4 separate regions of the Mus musculus genome follow, and all the other regions are linked to region 1. A link is a contact called in public HiChIP or PLAC-seq and promoter capture Hi-C data. All regions are on one chromosome and are shown on one strand. Each heading gives the region's core, a stretch centred on a gene start, on an enhancer-like site or on the middle of the called end of the contact. The rest is flanking DNA. Distances are from core to core; before and after follow the strand shown. Region 1 holds the start of Slc44a5 (solute carrier family 44, member 5). Region 2 overlaps Slc44a5 (solute carrier family 44, member 5). Region 3 overlaps Slc44a5 (solute carrier family 44, member 5). Region 4 overlaps Slc44a5 (solute carrier family 44, member 5).

What was found. Promoter capture Hi-C pulls out the DNA fragments that hold promoters and counts their contacts. HiChIP or PLAC-seq counts read pairs in DNA pulled down with a chosen protein or histone mark.
Region 2: a contact with region 1 is called in a promoter capture Hi-C map of stem cell-derived epiblast-like cells, with 3 times the contacts expected there. The contact joins the enhancer-like site here to the promoter of Slc44a5 in region 1. A contact is called at or near these places in 19 of 39 promoter capture datasets (the 3T3-L1 cell line, 3T3-L1-derived adipocytes, the C10 cell line and 11 more), 2 of 484 Hi-C or Micro-C datasets (Th2 cells and embryonic fibroblasts), 15 of 115 datasets of contacts at active chromatin or transcription factors (the SCID.adh cell line, SST interneurons, bone marrow-derived macrophages and 11 more) and 1 of 9 other capture datasets (embryonic stem cells).
Region 3: a contact with region 1 is called in an H3K27ac HiChIP or PLAC-seq map of VIP interneurons, with 4 times the contacts expected there. The contact joins the enhancer-like site here to the promoter of Slc44a5 in region 1. A contact is called at or near these places in 10 of 39 promoter capture datasets (the 3T3-L1 cell line, the C10 cell line, cranial neural crest and 6 more), 2 of 484 Hi-C or Micro-C datasets (bone marrow-derived dendritic cells and conventional dendritic cells), 21 of 115 datasets of contacts at active chromatin or transcription factors (SST interneurons, T-cell acute lymphoblastic leukemia, VIP interneurons and 11 more) and 1 of 9 other capture datasets (adipose tissue).
Region 4: an H3K27ac HiChIP or PLAC-seq map of neural progenitor cells shows a contact between it and region 1, with 3 times the contacts expected there. The contact joins the enhancer-like site here to the promoter of Slc44a5 in region 1. A contact is called at or near these places in 7 of 39 promoter capture datasets (the C10 cell line, cranial neural crest, embryonic stem cells and 4 more), 4 of 484 Hi-C or Micro-C datasets (cortical neurons, forebrain, nephron progenitors and 1 more) and 7 of 115 datasets of contacts at active chromatin or transcription factors (VIP interneurons, embryonic forebrain, embryonic hindbrain and 3 more).

What each region holds. Positions count from the first base shown.
Region 1 is chr3:153,971,493-153,975,399 of GRCm38.p6, reverse strand. It overlaps Slc44a5 (solute carrier family 44, member 5), which reads right to left and starts at 1,964. Exons shown (of 22, transcript NM_001081263.1): 1 at 1,602-1,964. The coding sequence starts at 1,635.
Region 2 is chr3:154,207,535-154,211,441 of GRCm38.p6, reverse strand. The region is part of intron 3 of Slc44a5 (solute carrier family 44, member 5); the gene reads right to left. Among named protein-coding and RNA genes, the nearest start is that of Gm40184, 4.4 kb to the right of the region's middle. Within about 2 kb of position 1,956, at least 22 of the 459 cell types and tissues checked have an H3K27ac peak or open chromatin away from gene starts, as enhancers often do. A contact at or near this core is called in the SCID.adh cell line, epiblast stem cells, stem cell-derived epiblast-like cells and 1 more, where this site is marked.
Region 3 is chr3:154,170,563-154,174,469 of GRCm38.p6, reverse strand. It overlaps Slc44a5 (solute carrier family 44, member 5), which reads right to left. Exons shown (of 22, transcript NM_001081263.1): 2 at 2,853-2,901. Among named protein-coding and RNA genes, the nearest start is that of Gm32399, 21 kb to the left of the region's middle. Within about 2 kb of position 1,894, at least 72 of the 459 cell types and tissues checked have an H3K27ac peak or open chromatin away from gene starts, as enhancers often do. A contact at or near this core is called in SST interneurons, VIP interneurons, astrocytes and 5 more, where this site is marked.
Region 4 is chr3:154,143,256-154,147,162 of GRCm38.p6, reverse strand. All of the region lies in intron 1 of Slc44a5 (solute carrier family 44, member 5), which reads right to left. Among named protein-coding and RNA genes, the nearest start is that of Gm40185, 46 kb to the right of the region's middle. Within about 2 kb of position 1,697, at least 10 of the 459 cell types and tissues checked have an H3K27ac peak or open chromatin away from gene starts, as enhancers often do. A contact at or near this core is called in neural progenitor cells, where this site is marked.

The sequences.
Region 1 (3,907 bases), core at 715-3,214:
TGCGAGGGTCTGGGTGGGTAAGAACTGCCTTCCTGCCAGCAGAGAGCAACATCAGCAGTGCTGAAACAGTCCTTCTGTTTGGCTCGGTGGTGCCATATGGCTTCATACAGTGTAGAGTGTGCACCCTGTCAATCGGAGGTTACACGAATTCTTTGCTATGTGGCAAGGAGAGAAAAGTGTCTTGCATGGATAAATTCTGTCAGCCTTCACAGAGGGCCTTGAAAGACTCATCAGTGGGGGATGGGGGCGGGGTTATGAGGTCTAAGGCCTCGCTGCTGACCAGAAGTCACAGTGCTTTTAAGGAAAGTCATTTAAGTACAATTGCTGTCAGCAGGTGACAGTTTCAACAATGAGATACCCACAGTGTTTGTAGGAACGTCTCTGGAGAATGTCGGATGATGATTTTTAACCCTTTCCAGTAAGCCATTCAAAATCCTGACATCCAGGCAGAGCACTTAAGTAAACTGGAATCCCCAGCAAAAACTAGGGAAAAGAACAAGAAGCAAACCCAAGGTCCTTGCACTGCTGTGGTCCAAAGCAACACATTTCATCCTAGGCCTAGCTCTCACCGCGGGATGACCCCAAGGGATAACCCCAAGGGGTGTAAGGAGTCTCTGTCCCACAGGCTATGAGGTCCACTGCGTTGCAAACCAACTTTAAACATTGATCGTTCTTCCTGGAAACAACCCTCGGGTTCCTGTCTGTATATGCATGCCCTTCTCGTGCTGCTTGGTGCCTTGTCACCCCCTTCCCTCTGTCCCCAGTGCTGCAGCCAGGGAAGGATCTGGCAGCGAGTCACTACCTCGCTGAGTTTGCGCTCCGCGCACCTGTTCCCCAGGGCTGATGGGAGCCAAGCAGGAGGCAGGTTTTCCCTGGTTTCGCCCAAAGTGAGCAGAGGTGCCTCGAGTTACCCTAGCAACAAGCTCTTCCCACAACCTTCCAGCATCCTTTCCACCCCTCAACTTTCCAACTTTTGGCAAATGTATTTCCAAAGAAGCAACAGGGGGATGACCCAGTTGGAGTCCAAGCCCGTCTGGACAAGAGCCCACAAGGATCTGGCTAGTAGCAAGGCCCTTGACAATAGGTTGGGGTGGGGAGAGAGACAGCCAGACAACCAGGGATGGGAAGATTAAGAAAATGGATGCAGAACTTGCCTGCCCCCCCCCCCCCGCAGCCGCCCCTCCCCGCGTGCCCCGGGAGATGAAGGAGGGGAAAGAATCAGGGCTTTAGGAAAAGAGACAGATGAGAGGAGATGAAGATAGAGAGATAGAGGTTGGAACAGGAGAGGGAGAGAGACTGACTCTAGCAACCAAGTCACTTCTCCTCAGGAGCCAGGCAAAATGCAACAGATACCCGATCCCCAAGCCGCAGTGTAGAAAGGGAGTGTGGTGACAAGAGTCTCCAGGTTCCAAACCAGAGACAAACTCCTTCTCAAGAGTCCCCGAGGCCGAGGGAGACAACCGTGTGCAGAAGAGTCTCTCCCCAACCCATCCCCTGCAGAAGGCAAACTCTTGCCCGCTGCTACCTGCCACTTGGCCAAGCCAGGCTGCGATACCGCCAGCGGAGACGTGGATATGGAGGTGGAGACGAGAAGGACTCACCCTGGCTGCTGGGGGGCTTTCTCTTCCGGGCCATCCTCAGTCTGGTCCCTTCCCCCCCGGGTCCGCCGCGCAGAGCCTCCTGTGCCGCGCAGCCCCGGGAGCTCCGTCGCCTGAGCTCAGCGAGCTCTTTGTGGCGGTGATGGCATATGCCAGGCGGCGGCGGTCAGGTTGCGCGCTCCACTCCACTCGGCTCTGCTGCGCGGGCGCAGTCGCCCCTCAGCTGCCCGCCGCCAGACCGAGCCCCCGCACGCTCTGCGGCGGCCACGGCGGCCCCCTCTGCTGTGCGGCGCCTCTACTGGAGGCGCAGCGCCGGGTCCCCGGAGCGCCAACCCAGCGCCCACCTCCCTCGATCGCGCGCCCGCCCTCCCCACGCGTCCCCCTCCCCACTCGCCGAGCCCTCCGTCCCACGGGCGCCGCCAGCCCTGGCACGGCACCCTCGTCCAGCGACAGTTGGTAGCGGCTGAGGACGGCAGGGACATTCCAGTCAGCAGGATTCAAGGGGGCTGTTGGACTGAACCCCAGTCTGGCATTCCTGTTTCTCAAGGGCACCGGGGTCCCCAGCTGACTGAGACAGGATCTGTCCATCACCTAAAAGAGCAGTCCTCCTCCGCAGACCCTGAATCACACCTGGGCGATGCGCTGGAGTGTCAGCTACTTCTGGTCCTCCTGAGGGAAGATGTTAAGCTGGAGGACCTGCAGGGAAAGAGAAGTGAATTCCCACAAATGGCCTGTCACCAGACCCTGGCAGGTGACCTTGCTCGGGTCCCAAGGCTCTTCATTTTGAGAGTTCAGCATCGCTTCTTGAGCTGCCAGGAAAAGGCAAATAAAGTTTGCCTATCTGGGTTAGAGTTGGTGCCCTGATTTCTTAACCTCCTACAGAAACTTAGGCCCTGGGGTCCCATTCTTTCTCGCTCTGGTTAGGAGGCCTACTGGCAAAGTTTCAAGTTCCCTGGAACTGTCCCCTCCTGGGTGCTAACGAGGGGCAGGTTGGTATATCCTGCTACTGCCCCCAGGCAACAGGAAAAGCTAAAGTTTAGGGCTAATCTGAAAATATAAAGGAGTCAGGGCTTTAAAAGAGTGGCAGATGCGGGACTAGTGTCTGGGATCCAAGCATTCGGGAGACAGAGGCACGAGGATGGCCATGAGTTTAAATCTACACTGTAGAGGTGGTTTAATAGTCCAAAGCACTTCCAATTCACATTTTTCTTTTCTTGTTCCTAAGTACAGCTTCCCATACAATCTATCTAATATTCAGCTGTGATGGTTTGTATATGCTCAACTCAGGGAGTGGCACTATTTGAAGGTGTGGCTTTGTTGGAGTGGGTGTGTTACTGTGGAAGTGGTCTTCAGATAAAGATGTAGAACTCTCAGCTCTGCCTGCATCATGCCTGCCTAGATGCTGCCCTGATCCCACCTTGATGATAATGGACTGAAACTCTGAACCTGTAAGCCAGCCCAATTAAATGTTGTCCTTATAAGAGTTGCCTTGGTCATGGTGTCTGTCCACAGCAGTAAAACCCTAACTAAGACATCGGTGATTACAACTCAATACCCATTGACAGAAGGTTATCCCAGATCTAGTATAGTTTAATAGAAAAAAAAAAAAAAAAAAAAAAAAAAAAACACCAGAGTCAAAAACCACTGATAAGTTCTAGACTTGGGTCATTATACCTCTGTAAGATTGGGTGAGTCACTTAATTCCTCTGGTGGTTTTCTGTTTTCTGGTCCTGTCAAACGTCATGTCAAAGAGTCTGAGATATTTCAAGCAAGCAATGTGACTCAGACCTGTCATCTAGTGCCTGAGAGGCAGAGAGGCAGAGAGGCAGAGAGGCAGAGAGGCAGAGAGGCAGAGAGGCAGAGAGGCAGAGAGGCAGAGAGGCAGAGAGGCAGAGAGGCAGAGAGGCAGAGAGGCAGAGAGGCAGAGAGGCAGAGAGGCAAAGAGGCAGAGAGGCAGAGAGGCAGAGGCACGAAGACGCAAGAAGCAAGAGAGGCAGGAAAGGCAGGAAAGGCAGAGGCACAGAGGCAGAGGGAGGCAGAGGGAGGCAGAGGGAGGCAGAGGGAGGCAGAGGGAGGCAGAGAGGCAGAGTCAGGGGCAGAGGGGCAGAGGCAGAGGCAGAGGGGGCAGAGGGGCAGAGGGGCAGAGAGAGAGGCAGAGAGAGAGGCAGAGAGTCAGAGAGAGTCAGAGAGAGTCAGAGAGAGAGAGGCAGAGAGAGAGGCAGAGAGAGAGGGGCAGAGAGAGAGGCAGAGAGAGAGAGGCAGAGAGAGAGGCAGAGGGGCAGAGGGGCAGAGGGGCAGAGGGGCAGAGG
Region 2 (3,907 bases), core at 707-3,206, 240 kb before region 1:
TGAGAGAGAGTGGGGAGGGGGGCAGGGGAGGGAGAAATTGTACACTTGTACACTCTGTTGATGTAGCTTGCAGAGGACAGTTGAAGCCTTATTTGGGCAAATGATCTCATCACTCATCTTGAGGAAATGTGCATCCCTGACCGTCCTGGAGAATGTGGGCTACTATCTAGCATCCTCTCTGACTTTTCCAGGTTCCCAAAGCGTGCACCTGTTGTGCTCTTAGTGGAGTGGAGAAGCAGCCATCGAAAGCCCTCTGCCAAGGAGAAAATGGTCAGACCTGACTGTTGACATAAAAACTAACCATAAGTATGTTAGTGGCAGCTCAGGCCGGCCTTGGTCCTTGGGCACAGGTTAGGGAAGTTGGCTCTCACATCATTAGTGTGTTCCCCTTAAAGGTACAACTTAACTGTTTTAACATGTGAGGAACAGGCCTGTCAGATTGTGCTTATGGCTCTTTAACACGAGCAATTTACAAATGCAGTGGAGCAGATAATAGGACACATGAAGCTGAATGTGAAGATCCTCAATGGCGACAGAGCTGCCATAGAAACGCATGGGGAAGCAGCTGTCTCCGGGGCCTGGGTGAGAAAATATTTATTACCTCACAGGTGGACTCCTACACCCAGGGCTGAATTTAGGGTGGAGTCCTTGGGTACAAGCCAGTCCCTCTTATGCTAACAACACTTCAAGAAATCTTGCAAGCACAGATGTGCACAGTAAAACCCAACAAAAAGTTAAAACCATCCGGTGCTTAAAGACCAGCTCAAATCTCAGTCAGAAACCAAATACGCCCTTTTTAGACGGAAGACTTACAAAACAGAAGTGTGACGGACAGAGCATGTGATTTAGTGTGTAAATGTATCGGGCCTGATAAGGAAAGCAGGAGGACATTTGATACTGGCCTCTCGGTCATCCTGTTAATGCATGACACATTTTTAGTTAATAAAAATGTGGTGCAACCATCCTCAAAATAGTGGAAATGAATTTTTTAAAATCTACTTAATTGAAGAAATTATTTTACTTTTGGTGAAACAATGTTTCTTGCCTATGACTTGACAGATAAGATCCTTCTGGTTTCAAAGAAAACAAAATGGGTAGTGTGGCCCCTGTGGCCAGTCCTCTCTCACAGGGAGCATTCAGTACACCATCCCCTAAGATAGAACCGCAGGATGCCTGGTGGTGACAGGTGTTGAGAGTGTGGGGCAGGAGGCCCCTTGTGCCTTGTAGGTAAGAATGTAAATTAGCTCAATTATCATGGAAAATAGGTTGTTCAAAACACTGAAATTAAAATGACCAGCAATGCCCCTTCTGGGGACACATCTCAGAACAAATAAAGAGGTGTCTGCATTCCCACATTGACTGCAGTGTTAGTCACAATATCCAAGTCGCAGAGACAATCTAAGCATCTGTCACATGAATGGCTAAGGAAAGTGAGAACATAAGCACACTCTATATACACATAAAACATCATTAAAGGCGGGAAGTCCTACTGTTTGTGACAATGGGGGAGGGTGTTGGTGTGCAAATTCAGAGGTCTTAGGCTAAGTGACACTGCCCAGGCACAAAACCATTTATCAGTTGATCTCACTAATGTGTGAACTCTGACAAGAATGACATTCACAGGCAGAAACCTGAACAGTAGGAAGAAACCCGGGTGGGGGTGGGGGTGGGGGAAGCAGGAAGACATAGATCAAGAGATAAATTTTAAGTAAAACAGGGGATGACAGCAACAGCTGGCCCAGGAAAGACACATTATTCATAATTCCCTTCAGGAATGAGGTTTATCTGAATGAGAAGGCTTCAAGGCCTGAGGTGGGAGGGAGAGCCTTGGAGGGAAAGAGAACAGTGGTGGAGAGCCAAAGGTGATGAGCCTTAAAGGGAAGGAGAGGGAGAGGCTCCCTTCAAAGCCTTGAGGGGAGAGGGAGAGAGGAGAGGGAAAAGGACATGGGGAGGGAGGGGGAGAGAGTACCATTATGCAAGGGGCGGGTGAGGGAGAGTGCCATCTCTGGGTGTGGGGCAGAGGAACCTCTCCAGATAGCAGCCTTCATCTCTGGACCAAATACCAGAGCCATCTCCGGGAGAGCCTTGTATTAATTTCTAGAACAAGAAGCGTCTGACTTTTTATAAACTTTTAGGGATAGAGGGAAGGGGCAGGGGATTTAGTTCAGCATAGCACACAGGACAGGAGCCTGGAGGAGCCAGGAGCACGTGAGAGCTGTAAAGTCACAGCACAGACTCAGGTACAGCATGGGGTGTGCACTGCACACTTGAAATTTTCTCCAGAGCACATCATAAGTGCTTTCACCCCCTCACAAAAGGCAATTATGTCAAGAGATGAATGCTAATCAGATTAATTGTGAAAAGAATTATACAGATGTGTTAATAGTGAATGCCTGTTGGGGCTAGGGATATAGCTTGGTTGGAAGAATGCTTCCTGTTGGGTGTGGAGCCCTGGGTTCAATCTCTAGCTTAAAAACCCTCTATGTTGCACATCTCAAATACCTACAATATTACATTAAGAAATCTAAAAGTGAAATGAATAAAATTTGAAGTGTTTAATTATACTTATTTGAGTAGAAACAGTCCCTTGCTTATCCAGACAGAATCGAAAAGTCATCCTAGAACTAACTTTGTTTTTTAAAACATTACATGAGTGAGTGGCCTTACTTAGGGACAGGAAATTTCTCCCTATGAAGGGGAAAGTGTAAGTCCCAGAATTCACCTGTACGCCCCACCTGCCAAAGAACCAGGAAACTTCCTGGAATGCTGGGAGTTGTAGTTCTTGGAAAATAACAAAGGTTCATGGGAAAATACAGTGGCTTATTGATTTATCTTTGTAAACCCCTGCAACATGTGCCTCTGAGCCATTCAGCTGGGTAACCCTAAGGAATGGTCCTGACCAAAGTCCATCTCTTGGTCATTATTTAATATTTAATAAAGCTTACTTTAAATTTGACCTAAAATGGTGGAACTGTGTTTTGGGGTTTTTGTTTGTTTGTTTTGTTTTTCTTTTTCTGGTGAATCTCAGGATTAACAAAACACCAATTTGTTCTAGGCAACATAAAGGATAATCCTTCAAACTCCCTGAGGTTTCTACATAATATAGATCACACACCTACTCAGCTACATCTCCTGGCCAAAACAACACAAATATCACCAAGAGACAGTGCTGAGCGTGGCTCCTAGGTGCTGTTCCCAGAGCTGAGCATGGCTCCTAGGTGCTGTTCTGAGACCATCTGGTTCTTGGCTGTTTTTCCTTCAGGTACACTGACTTAATGTGCTTGTGTTTTGCTCATAATCTGAGGAGTTGGAAATCTAAAGAAAAGCTTGGCTTCCAGTTGAGGTTTCTCAGACAGAAATCTCCAACAGAGGGCATTAACCATGGGTGCCCAGCTCAGACTCCTCACCCCATCTTCAGAAAGTTTTTCATTACTTTTGGGTTTCTCACAGTAGGACCACAAACTTCTGGGCTTATCTGCAGAAACACCCCTATCTATCTTCTCAGCTAATAAGAGTAATTACTCCAGGAAAACATCAAAAACCAAAACTGACTTTGGGCTCCAAGTTGAGGTACTTTTTAAGTACTGGACTAACCCATTCAACTGGAAAAATAAACTGAAAATCGTGGTATTTTTATATGTATAATGTTAACCCAAGGTTTACAGAGATCAACTTGCATAACAAGAATTCCTATTCTTATTTTCTAGTTACTGCAATAATTGACCAGCAGTTGCTGTTCAATCCCCCACAGTGAAGAAGGGAAGAGCGCCATTATCATAAATGTCATGTGATCACTCAAGCAGCTTGGATTCCTTCCACCCAGAGCCTCTACATCCACTCTGGAGAGATTCTTCTTTCTATCAGCAGAATGCTAAGTGCCTTTCTCACATGCAAGTATTACCTCTGC
Region 3 (3,907 bases), core at 645-3,144, 200 kb before region 1:
CTTTCTCTGTGATAACTCCAGCTGTGTCAAGTTGACACAAAATTAGCCAGTATACCCACTTAGATGCTGGCACTAAGTTAGACGCATTAGTGAGCTTTGTACACATCAGTACAGCAGTGGCCCCCACGGCTCTCATTGTCTATTGGGGGAAAAAATCAAACTTCTCAGCTCTGAATTACAACCAGAGCCCCTCGGGCACTGTTTATTACAGAGCTTTCTTAGTCTGCTCCTGTACTGGCTCCCACCCTCTACGGCTGCCACATCTGCACCCACACGCAGTGCTTCTGCAGGATCGACCCAACACTAACCGACCTTTTACGATTATTGAGTATAGAAGGCAACTTTCATGGCCTGGCATCCAACTTTTTCAAATGGAACAGGGAAAAAAAAACCCATAATGATCAAATCACCTTTTAGTCAATATTATGGCGCTTGCTCCAGACAATCTATTTTAAGTAAGCAAGAGTAGATGAGACAACCAGACAGGAAGTACTGTGCTTGTGCACAGAGGGGAGAGCCCAGCAGGTAGACAAAAGGGAGTGGTGGAGACTGCCTGAAGCCCTGGGGAGACCTGTACCCACAGTTTGCTGTACCCTTAGCTTGCTGTCATTAGGCTGCTTCCTGGTGAGATTCAATGGCTGGAAGGGGAAGGGGGTGTCTCACTTTGTTTGCTTTCTCTCTGGCTCCTTTGAAGCCAGCCCTCCTGCTGTTCTGGGCAAGGGATTTGCCAGTGAGGACAGTTTCTTTTGTTCTTTAAGTGTCCCAATTACTTCCCTAGTAAGGGTCAGAAGAAGCCTGCTGCCTTCACAGCCTCCTGAGTCTCCCAACAGCTTGCTTCTGTGCAGGCCTGCATTCAGTCAGTCCTCAGGTGGTGGCGGGAGGTATATCCACAGAAACACCTATGTGGTGTCTGAAGTTCCATCCCCAAAGCCCAGAATTAAAGTTATTTCCTCACAGTGACTATCATGGGTGTTTGGAGTTTAGTGTGTCTGTGCGTGTGTGCGTGTGTGCATGTATGCATGTGTGTGTAACCGTGGATACACCACTACAGTGTGTATGTGTGAAGTTCAAGGACAACTTGTATAAGCCATTGTCTTCTCTCCTCCACTCATCCAGCTCTGGGGATGGAACTTGGGTCCTCAGGCTCCGTGGCAAGTGCCCCTACCCACTGTGCCATCTCACAGGGTCCTTAGCCATGTGTCTATTAACCATAGGGATCTTTCTAAGGAGTGCATCATTAAGTTCTCTGGCACTGAGAGAATATTGTAGGGTGGATTACATGAACCTGGATGGTAGACAATGCACACTACATCCATAGGCTAATGGCCCATAGGCACATAGGCACATACGACTTATATGGCCTCACCTAGTGTTCCTCAGCCACAGACCTATACATCAAGCTACTATGATGAATACTGTAGTGTTCTACTATAACCCAACAGTGAGAGCATGTGCATCTCAAAATGTCTACACAACGTGTGTTATAGATGAGGACAGCGTGGTTATTGTGATGCCACCGGACAGGGACGCTTCAATGACACATTGCTGTTGACCACATGATCCATAATGCTCTGGTGTAACCAGTGCCATACTCACGGTTCACTATTGACCAATATGTGGCCACATGATGGAACGTGAGTGTGGGGAGATCTCAATTTATTTCCATAAAATCAATCAGGCCTGTCTCATCTGCCTTCTCTATGGCTAGGAGAGGAACACTTGAAATTCACACTTCCTCTGCCTAAATGTGACAGGTGGCTTACTGTAACTGTTATTCTTGCCAAAGATGAATGATATTTAGTGGTCCCTGAGGGACAACAGGCTACTTTCAGTCCTTGTCAATTAGTTACTATGAAGCTTGAGGACCACGCTGAGCAAGGCTGCCCGCACTCCAGGCAACAGAGCACACTCACAGTATTACCACAGAGAGACTGACAGAGGCTCCAGACCCCTCCCCTAAGGAAGTGGACCTGTGGATGAGGAGCCTGAACAAACGGCCTGACATTTTACAGAATTAAAATAAGCTGCTTAAAGCTGGGAGATTTGAGGGAAATTGCAGGAACGGCTGGCACACATCCCAATGATTGGCAAGTGCAAATGAGAGTGCTGATCATTATTTTGCACCATGGTTTATTATGACATACGACTGCCAAAAATCAAAGTCAAGGCCCAGCAGAAAACAGCTACCAGCTGCATAATCCTGTCCTGTTTAGCTGTTCCACCCACAGCCATGTCTCTGATTAGCTGGAAGCCTGAGAATGAAGGATAGGTTACATCATAAGAGGGTTAAAGTATTGGCTGAAATTGAAATGTCACCCAGTGCTGGGGGAGGGGAGCACCAGCAAAGGCATGGTTATTTCTCTGGAGCACTCCAGTGTCCTGAAGACCCATGAGACGTCGGAGGATGATGGTCTCCAAGACGGTCCTTGCTTCTGGAAGCTGAGTGGCACACATGCCTGGTGTGGAAGAGGTTGGCATAGCAACTCTGCATCGGCCACAGTGAGTCACAGAGCTCACAGACACACAAAATAGCCACCTGAATGCGTCTCGTCTCCACAGGGAGGATAAGCTGCAGAAAGCATTTCTTGGGCTTTTACTCTTGGCAAACACAAGCTCTCGGTCTAGTGACTAAAGACAGATCATTTGCTGAATGAGCACAGTGTTCATGATTTGAGGAGAGATTTATTCTCTGTATGTTTCCTACATAAGTAAGGTTATGTTCGGGCAGAAATGAGGTATTTGTCCCTGACAATAGACAAAATTCTCCATGCGCTACAAAATGATGTACCCCAAATAAACTTTTGGTGGTTGTTTTTTAAATAAATGCATTCACTAGAAAAAAAGTCGTTTACCTTTTGGCAGTAGGTCCCTGGAAATCTGGGTCATACCTCCTTGGGTCACCTGCATTTAAAAACAAAGATCTTATAAGTATAGAAGCCAAAGAAGTAGCAAATAAATTAATATAAAATATTATCAAGGAAAGATTGGCATACGCCTTTAATCCCAGCACTCGGGAGGCAAAGGCAGGTGGATCTCTGAGTTCGAGGCCAGCCTGGTCTACAAAGTGAGTTCCAGGACAGCCAGGGCTATACAGAGAAACCCTGTCTTGGAAAACCAAAAAAAAAAAAAAAAAACAACAAAACAAAACAAAACAAAACAAAACAAAAAAAGAAAGATTTTCTTCTTGACTGGCCCACTGCTCCGTGCAATGGCAAATCCTTTCTTTGTCCACTGAAATAATAGGTGTATCCTGGTCACACTTGTCAAGATCTTGTCCTCTCTCCAGTGAGAGGCAAGACCACAGGGGCCACATACCCCAAATGTTGTGAAAATATCCTCCTGCTGAGAGCATCAACCCTGAAGATGGGGGTGGGAGTCTGGGGGACCCTTCAAAGCTGCTCAACCATCTTAACATCTGCCATGGCCCAGTGTGGTTAAGGACCTCTGAGGTGCACATCCCAACTGGAGGTGCTACTTATCCAGGTCTTCCTTCTTAGTACCAGTCCTCCGCCTTTCACTCAAGAAGAGCAGTTATCAGTCCTTGCTGACTTCTGCCCTATTGGCTGTATATTGTAGACTTCTTTAAAGACCTACTGGCAGACACTATGTACTATGGTGGTGATACAATACTTCTATCCTTGCCCTTTGGCCTTTGGACAAAGGAATGGCCTTTGTCTGTAACAAGTTATAGTACTGTGTTCTGTAAAGTTTCCTCTGACCAAAGGCCTGCAGTTGTAAACTCCAACCCCAGGGCTTCTCCCTGTGAGCGCTCCAACCTTTTCCTCTAGACATTTGGGTCTATTACAAAATTGGTCCTGAATCAAAGACAGGTTCTTAGAAGCATAGAGGAAAGCCTTCTGGTTGTCAGCAACTTGACTCTAGTTTCACGAAGTGGGAAAGCACACTG
Region 4 (3,907 bases), core at 448-2,947, 170 kb before region 1:
AATTCTACCTTTGATAAAGTCAAGATGATTATGTTCTAGGTTCATTTCTATTGTTTGTGATAAAACATTCTGACTAGAAGCAATGTAGGGGAGGACAGGGCTTCTAGTTCTGTGTCATAGTCAGTCACTGATGCAAGAACATTAACACAGGAACTGCATGGCAGGCTACGCAGTGTTACCACCAACTAACGAATTCACAACACGAATTCACAACACAGCCAAAGAGTCATGATAAGAACCACAGAGGGTGCTGCTATTGCTTGACAGGAAGACATGTTCAGCTGATTAGGTGATACATTTTAGGAACATCTACCTAAGGAATGGTGCCACCCACAGTGGGCTAGGCCCTACCACACTAAGGGAAAGTTAAGACAAACCTCCCCCGACCCTCAGTGATGTGCCAACAGGCCACTCTGATGTAGGCAATTCCTCAATTGAGATTCTCTTCTCAAATAATTCTAGGCTGTGGCATGTTAAGATTTAAAACTATCTAGCACAGCTCCAAAGTAAACCCAAAGTATTCATTCTTCCACTGTTAATAACCCCTTCATATAGGAAAGAATCCATAGTACTATATTAAAAATATCGTAATGTTCTTCATTAGTTTTTATTTGATATTTGTTTTTCGATTTGTTGATTTTTGAGACAAGGCCTCATATAGGTGGAAATTGGTCTCAGATTCACTGTGTGTGTGTCCAAGGACAACCTTGAACTTCGGGTCCTCCTGCCTCTGCCACCTAAGAGCTGAGATTGCAGTGTGCACTGCCCTTTCCCACAAATGTGGTGCTGATGATCAAATACAGGGCTCTGTGGATGTCAGGCAGCACTCTTCCAATTTTGCTACACTCAGCCTCTATTATTTACTTAATTTTTCTTAATAAAACCTTAATTATGTGCTCATGTGTTTGCTGTGTGTGTGCCTTTGTGCATATGTGAGTCCAAGTACCTGTAGAGTCCAGAAGACAGTGTGGGGTCCCCTGGAGCTGGAGTTACAGGTATTTGTGGGCTGCCTGACACGGGTGCTGGGAACTGAGCATGGGTAACCTGCCAGAGCAGTGAACGTTCTCAACCGTAAAGACCTCTCTAGCCCCCGTGGCTTTATTATTTTTAGAAAGATTAAATCTCTTCAGAGTTCTGCAGGCACAGAAGAGAAAGAAGTGAGATGTTCTTTTGACTGTAATGGTTAAATTGAAAGGAAGCCTGTGCTTTGTGGAAAGCTGTGCTCTCTGGGTTGCCATGACAGCAGTGTTCTTTCTGATGGTATGCTGCTGTTCTTCCACAAACAAAGTAATTTAAGTATTAACAGTTTAATCATGAATTTTACTCAGTTAACTTATTTTTTAAAAATAAGTATCAGAATGTATTAAATCTTTTTCATATTTCCAATTAAATATAACTTGCTCACTATTATAAAATAAAGAGCTTCCTTTCTCAGTAACTAAGGAAAAATAACTAAGTTTTAAGGGAAAGAAAAACCTTGCTAAAAAATTTGAAGTTTGAAGATCAATCAATGGTCAAGTTGTTCCATCTTTAACCCCTGTAACACACTTTCAGTCTTGGTTCTGAGTCCCTAGGTCAACACTTACATGTAAACCATCCAGCTTCCTTGGCAGGCTTTGGACACTAGGATACTATTCACCCATACTTGAGCAATTCTCGTGAGATAGTTCAGTGAGTAAAGGCTCACAAGACAAAGCTTGATGGCCTCCGTCCAATACCCAGGACCCACATGGTGAAAGTAGAGAAGTGACTCTTGCAAACTGTCTTCTTACCTCCACGGCTGGGAGCCAGGCCAGTCCCAGGCTTCCTCAGAGGCCTTGATTGAAGGACAAAAGGAACCTAGTTCTCTGTTCTTGCCCATGGAGTAGAGTTAACAAGGTTCAATCTGGGGCTGGGGCCAGGGCTTTGAAGGAGTTAAGGTTTGGTTCATGAGAACCTGACATCCCTGCCTCTGAAGAGACTGGAGTTATCAGTCTGAAGGCCTCTGCATGCACTGTCTGTGGTGCACTTGAGATGCCCTGAGCTCCCTTTGTGTAGCATTGCTTGATTAGCTTCCTACTGACTTCATCCCATTATGTGATAGTTTTCTGCTGACTCTGATCCATTTCCCCACTGCAAATAGGACATAAAATGCTGTAGCTATCAATAAGCTTGCTTGGCATAAGCCATCAACTCTTGCAAGACCTCCAAGTCCTAACTTTCCTATTTTCTTTCTTTTTCTCATTCCCCCTTTCTCTCCCTCAGGGACCTGTCACTGAAGAACAACCATTTGTGGGACCAGGTCATCCCACAAATGAATAGTGACATGAGTGTGTATGTACACATACAAACACATACATGCACACATGCATACACACATGCTCACATATGCACACAATTGTACACACATATGGACACATGCACACACATCTACACATGCATGCACACACATCTACACATGCATGCACACACTTATATACACATGTACACACATGCATGCACACATGCATACACATGTACACACACATGGATGTACACACACACAGATGCACACACACTTGTACACATACATGCACATACATGTATACTTGTACATGCACAATCACATATGTGCACACATTGTACATGCATGTGCACACACAGCAAATAAATAGATAAAGAGATTAAATAAACAAATAAAGAAAACAAATGAATGAATGGAGGAAGCATATTGCAGATCAAGACAGGTAGGACAAAGTGGAGTGATCCATATCTGTGAGAGCAACACAGTGAGCTCATTACTGTGTTTATTAACAATAGAATAAATAAAAACATAGAACTACTTGAATAGGTTAGAGTTTTCTGACTGACATCATTCAGTGTGCAGGAAATTCTGCTCCTCCGTGACCCTTCCTGGAACTTAAAGCAAGGCTGGAAGCCCAAAGCAGGCAAGGCTGCTGAAGTTAAAGTTATGGACAATGCTTTAGTGCTTGGCAGAGGAAAGAAGTGCAGGCTCTCGGTATTCAGGCCAGAACATCAGCTTCACCCATCTATAGCTGAACGACGTCTACAGAAGGAATGTCAGTTTACCCATCTACTTGTTGGAACTTCTCTACTTAATCAGATCGCCTTTATGTCACTTTTATCTCTCCTCCTGCTGGGTCTGACTCAGGCTGGGATAGCAAGCTTACCAGGATAGCACGTTTTCCTGTTGCAAAGACAGCCAAAGGTTCATGTTGGAAAATCTATAGGTAATTTCTCCTACAGAATGTAAATATGTATATTCAAGTTCTTGACCTAAATTTTAAAGATTATTTTACTAGCATACAAAGAGATTAATTGCATGCTATTTTCATACATGTACATGATCATAAGTTGTTTGTTCATACATGTACATGATCATAAGTTGTTTGCTCATACATGTACATGATCATAATTTGTTTGTACTTACCCTCACAACCTCAATTTTCTCAATCCCCGGTTCTGGCCCATTTTCTTGCCCCTCAACTCTCCTTCCTTCTTCTTTCATCACACATAGACTGTTACCCTCGTTTGGCCCCTCCTTTTGACCGCTCTCTCTCACCCCAGTCTCCGTATTCTTTCATGTACACTATACACACAGATATAGGCAGATATATGTTTATACCTATGCCCCAGGTGAGATAACATACTATATGTCTTTTTAAGCCTGGCTTATTTCACTTAACATAATGCCATCCAGTCCCCTCTATTTTCATGCAAACGTATTCCTGACCTCTGAATGTTGCAATAAAATGTTCTGTTCCTAATCAGAGCAAATTCAAACTGTGAACAAGTACATAAGAAGACATGTAAATAAAGTCATCTGTTGACCTGTGCCTGTATCCCGAATTTCAGATGGAAAAAAAAAAAAAGAGGTAGGGCCTTGGGTCCCTTTTGCACAAAAGGCATTTTTATTGTCTGTTACAAC